2 separate regions of the Mus musculus genome follow, and region 2 is linked to region 1. The links are chromatin contacts, called in public promoter capture Hi-C maps. All regions are on one chromosome and are shown on one strand. The core of a region is the stretch at or near the end of the contact, and the rest is flanking DNA. Distances in the headings are between cores, read along the strand shown.

What was found. Capture Hi-C pulls out chosen DNA fragments and counts their contacts.
Region 2: a contact with region 1 is called in a promoter capture Hi-C map of liver. The contact joins two enhancer-like sites. A contact is called at or near these places in 2 of 39 promoter capture datasets (hippocampal neurons and liver), 3 of 484 Hi-C or Micro-C datasets (cortical neurons, forebrain and liver), 1 of 115 datasets of contacts at active chromatin or transcription factors (bone marrow-derived macrophages) and 2 of 9 other capture datasets (adipose tissue and liver).

Annotation. Positions count from the first base shown.
Region 1 is chr10:86,792,263-86,794,889 of GRCm38.p6, reverse strand. All of the region lies in intron 1 of Nt5dc3 (5'-nucleotidase domain containing 3), which reads right to left. Among named protein-coding and RNA genes, the nearest start is that of Nt5dc3, 15 kb to the right of the region's middle. Within about 2 kb of position 1,324, at least 39 of the 459 cell types and tissues checked have an H3K27ac peak or open chromatin away from gene starts, as enhancers often do. A contact at or near this core is called in cortical neurons, hippocampal neurons and liver, where this site is marked.
Region 2 is chr10:86,888,914-86,891,540 of GRCm38.p6, reverse strand. It overlaps Stab2 (stabilin 2), which reads left to right. Exons shown (of 69, transcript NM_138673.3): 41 at 736-812. Among named protein-coding and RNA genes, the nearest start is that of Gm16271, 82 kb to the left of the region's middle. Within about 2 kb of position 1,295, at least 33 of the 459 cell types and tissues checked have an H3K27ac peak or open chromatin away from gene starts, as enhancers often do. A contact at or near this core is called in cortical neurons, hippocampal neurons and liver, where this site is marked.

The DNA.
Region 1 (2,627 bases), core at 75-2,574:
ACACACCTTGACCCACTGAGCCATCTCACCAACCCTAATTTATACACTGTGACAAATTTCCATACTGCTTTTCTCAGCAGCTGTACATTCTTCTGATTTGCTTTTTTAAGATTCCCCTCAGAATATCATTCATTGACTCAATTCTATTTTTACCACCGACAGGAAAAGAAAATGAACAGAGGCAAAATTTAGGTTGAGTCTGGTATCTTCCCTCTAAAGTGCATGAAGATCTGAGCTCGAAAAGTACAACTTTGGTCAACCTTGCTTGTTCCTCTATGTATTCGTATTTGCTAAGTAACTCTCCATTAATAAAAAGCCTCCAGTCAGGCAGGGTTACCAGTGTCAGTCACAGAGCAAATGTGGGGAGAGCACCAAATAGAAATCCACGGTCAAGGGATTTCCTCACATATTCAAAGGCAAGGTGACTGTCATTCAGCTATTGGGCAGGCAGTCTGGAGAGTCGCTAAGAGTTAACAAAGCGGGTACTATGGAGACGTCTCAGAGCAGGAAGACTGAGGCCAGCACTCATGTGAAAAGCTGGTGCAGGTGTATGGGTGTTTGAAATCTCAGCACTATATGCAGAGAGAGGGGGGATCCCTGAAACCCATGACTAGTCTACCTGAGGTGTCTCAGGTTCAGTGAGAGACCCTATCTCAAAACTTAAGGTAAGGTAGATCTAGATCAAGGAAGACACTGAATGTTGACCTCTGACCTCTGCATACAAGCACATGCATACATGTCTTGTACCCAAACAAGTTCATGTAACGAGAGAGAGAGAGAGAGAGAGAGAGAGGGAGAGAAGTCTCTTTCTATCAGGAAGTCTCTTGCCATTATTCCAGAAACCAGACAGAAAGGTGAGTTTGACAAGAGGGTCCCACGGCTGCAAGGGATAAGCAAGCAATGTTTGTGGACTCCAGCTCTTCGTGCTCAGCCAGTGTGGTTTCCACATCTCAGACCTGTGCCTCTCTTTCCAAGCACAGGGCTAGGGTGGGGTGAGGGAGGACTACTAGTCTCCTCCCTTCCCCCTCCCATTCCTGGTTCCAGCCAGCTTTGCTCAGCAGGCCCTGAGAAACTACAAGTGGCACCCATCACTTTGAAGGCAGCACAGATGTGACAGAGAAGCCTCAAGATAAAGAAGCCGGGAAGGCCAATCCACCCCAGGGAGGTGGCCTGACCTTGGCATAAATGAAAACTGAACTTTTGAGTAGAGCCATCTGGAAGAACAGCTGATCAGGGCCTCCCATTCTTCCACTGCCAGCACTGTGAGGAACTTGTCCCACTGAGTGGTGTGGGCCCATGAGGCCTCAGTGTGATTCCCTTCCTGACTCCAGGGGCAAGTGCCCAATGCCAGCCCAACACCGTGAGGTGTCTGGGGCAGGCACAGAGTATCCCCTGCCTATGGGTCCTGCTGGGTACATTTCTGGGCCTATTTGGTAATTTCAAGGAAGAACCAATTTTTTCCTTCCAACTTTGGGCCTAGAGAAGATAATTCTGGAGGGAAAAGGGATTCTTGCCGGAAGGCTGGCAAGAGCAAGGTGGGAAGCAGGAGGGACAGCTCAGGGACAGCTCCTCGATGCCTGGACCGCGACATGCTTAGAGCAAGCACCTCTGACATTCCAATAGCACGAGCCTATAAAATGGCTTCTCTTGATTGATTTTATTTCTGTGGTGCCAGGAATCCAACCCGCCCAGGGCTTCGTGCCCATAGGCAAGCACTGGAACTCAGCTTCTTTCAAAAACACTTCTTTTTTGACCTTCAAACGTAAGTCACCTTACGTTTTTTAATTGCTTTTCAAGGACATTTCAGCTGCCTGAAAGTCTGTCTGCATGAAAGTCTATTTTTTTGCTCTGCATTAAAGGTATTCCCCAACCTCTTAAAGCTGTCCTTCATACCTACTTCAATGGGACACGTGGTCTACGGTCTGTGTCTCCACCACACACTGCTGAGCCTGTGTCAAACAAAGTCTGCCTTTCCATGTATGCTTCATGGAAGAATCTCGAGGAAGGTTTTCTCATACAACATACACCATGTAAAACAGAGTTTTTAAAAAAAATTAAATATTAAAAAGACATAAAAAAATTATGACTAGAACATAACTTTCTGAATAACAAATTTTTAAAAATCCAAACAATATGTTGAAAAGGAAAGTATTGGCAGATTTACAAAGTAGGGGCATATTAGACAAAAAAAAAAAATTCAAAAACAAAAATATCCTTAATAAATTTTAAAGTCTATGAAAAGGAAATTAAATGCTAATTAACAAATGTTCAACCACCCTGAGTGTTAAAAAGAAGGGGGTGGGGGGGCTGGGGAGATGGTTCAGCAGTTAAGAGCACTGACTGTTCTTCCAGAAGTCCTGAGTTCAATTCCCAGCAACCACATGGTGGCTCATAACCATCTGTAATGGGGCTCACATACATTAATTAATTAATTAATTAATTAATTAAATCTTTTTTTTAAAAAGTAAATAAAGCCGTTTGGACACCACACACTGATCTGTGCTGATTTCATATACACAGTTTTCTATGGGAAGCAAGCGATCCTTGGCAAAGAGATCAAAATAAGACGCCATTTTCCTCCTGTCTGCATCTAGGGCGTTCTTGTTGCTAGTGCTGTCTGCTTTTGG
Region 2 (2,627 bases), core at 46-2,545, 97 kb before region 1:
AGTGTTTTCCTGATACCTTTTAAGAGAATATAGGATAGATTTGAAGTAGAAACTGAAGATCTCTGAAGAAACTACCATCAGTTAGCCAGATCAGCATGGTCAACAAGCAGCCAGTGACTTACCTAGCTATGACAAGAGTGCCAGTGGTCACCCTAGCCCATACCACAGGGTTTCTTACACAGAGGGGGCACTGGCTTCAGTAAATCTTGCCTCCAGTCCCTAGCTGAGCCTAATGTAGCTTCTGGTCCCTAACTGCCATAGGGCACATCCTCCTGTAAACTAATGAAACACCTAGTAGCTGGGGTTAGACCTGAACCCATGGTCATCCTCCTGCACTCTCAGCCATCATGTGACCTGGTGTCACTTCTTTCCTTCTTCCTAGTCTCAGTTTCTTCATTTATAAATGGGAATAATAATTGCACTGACCCTCAGGGGCCGTTGTCTCACCACACCCTGTGGATGACATGAATAAGCCCAAATCTCAGCAAAGCTCATGGGTAGCGTTGTAAAGATGAGTGACTGCTCCTTCTATGCATGCTGTGAGGTTTGGCTGGATTGGATGTGATTTTCACTGGCTGTGGTGGGATCATGGCAGGAAGCGACCGTCCCCTCAGACAGTAAGCAGAGCCTCGATTGCTTCGTTGGTTGGGGGCTGGATGCTGGGCTGAAAGGGAGTAAGTCATACGTAGAACATCGTGTTTCTCTGAAAATGCCGTTTGCCCTTCCCCACTGCAGCTGCCTTCTCGATCCAGATGGCAAAGCCTCGTGCAAATGTGCGGCAGGATTCCAAGGGAACGGAACGGTCTGCACAGGCAGGTGGAGCGGGGATCTGCTAGGGCCTTGTGTGGGCTGAGAGATCTGACTGGGCCGCAGGAGCTGGTGCCAGCCACTGGTGCTGACTCACATGAAGCTGACCAACTAATGGTGGCCAGGGACAAGGATGCCAGCTCTTCATGGCTGGGGCATGTTGGTTTGTTCAGGATGGGCAGGCAATTGCATCTGTTTTTTTTTTGTTGTTGTTGTTGTTTTTTTGTTTTTTTGTTTTTTGTTTTTTGTTTTTACACAAAACTACGCTGCTTTTGAGCAGTACTACACAACCTTGAGAGCAACTAGCGTCACCTCCTGGCTTTAAAAGCTGTAGATGATTGGCCAAGGGTATGGCTGAGTCACTGGGATTGAGCCCTGGTTCTTCCAAGGTCCAGATTTGTGGCCTTGCAGGGGTGTTTAACTATCCTGAACCCCTTGGCTCACTTGTAAAGAAAGCATGAACCACCTCCCTTGCAGAGGGCTATTAGAGCAAACTAGCCTCTCTGAATACAGCAGCACACTAGGGCAGAGGGCAGAGGGCAGAGGGCAGAGGGCAGGCCCTGGCCTCATCATTAGACCCTGAGTCTGAATTTAAATACTTGCAATCTGTGATACTTCAGGGATATTGCTTGACCGTGCCTCTCACCATGTACTCTGTGGGTGATAAGAGAATGATTTACACTGGGGAGTTGTATGTGATGCAGATTATGCCTATAAAGTGCTAAGAAGTGTGAGGTATTACTCTCAGGGTACATAAACATACTCATCACTAGAAAAGAAGAAACTCAGCAATCTTTCAGTTGCCTGGCACCAGGACAAATGCTGTTCTCAGCCTTAATCACTTCTCTTTGCAATGAAGCTGACTACAGATTCATGGATGTTGAGGATGCTGAGAACTAGTGACAGAGGAGTGCTCAACCCTAAACTGCACATTTGTAGCCACCCTCTAAGGCTTAGGGAACACAGAGGAACAGGAACCAGAAAGAATGTAAGAGCCAGAAGGTAGGGAAAAGGGTCTGGAAATATCCTCTTCTGCATGTGACATGACCATTGCAACTCTGGTCTCAGCTTCAGCTGCCTGCTCTGGGCCTGCCCAGGACTGAGCCTGTACTCAGTCAACTGTGGACTGGGGAGGAGCTCTGTGGGCTCCTCCCTCTGATGAACTGTTGGCTACTGGTAGATCTGAGGAAAACAAAAAGACACAAATGTGGAGAACTGACTCAGAGAACTCTCCCCCTTGTGTTGGCACTGACTGGAAAAGTCTTACTTATTTGTAGTCCTCCCTTCTGGAACAAACCACTAAAGTTCGGATGGGAGTCAGCAGTAGAGAAGGCTGCTGTCTGTGCTGAGACCGTGTGTGGTAGAGACATGGGAAGCCCAGGAGAGCCTCTGCCCATCTCTACACTGCCCATGAGGTGGAAGGACGGGGCTTAGAGCCATCGCACCTCCTCTGCTGTGGGAAAACCACAGAAGACTGGGTGCTCTAAGTTCCACCAGGCTGCATGCATTAAAAAAAAATAATAAGTGAAAGAACCCAAGAAGTTCTCTAGGACCATTTAGGTTGTTTTTTTTTTTCCATTTTGTTCAATAAATATTTATGAGCTACAATTTATAAGCACTAACTGATCCATTTTGAATCAGTGCATAGGCTCATGGCATACAACAAACACAAACCCCTGCACCCACCCATTCCATCAAAACCCAGCATATTTCAGTCAAAAATCCCCATTTGAACCAGCTCACATTTACCCTACTAATCCCTGTTCCTGCTCAGAAACCCTCGTCTGCCTTCTGCGACATCAGAGAGCCTTCTTGTCTCT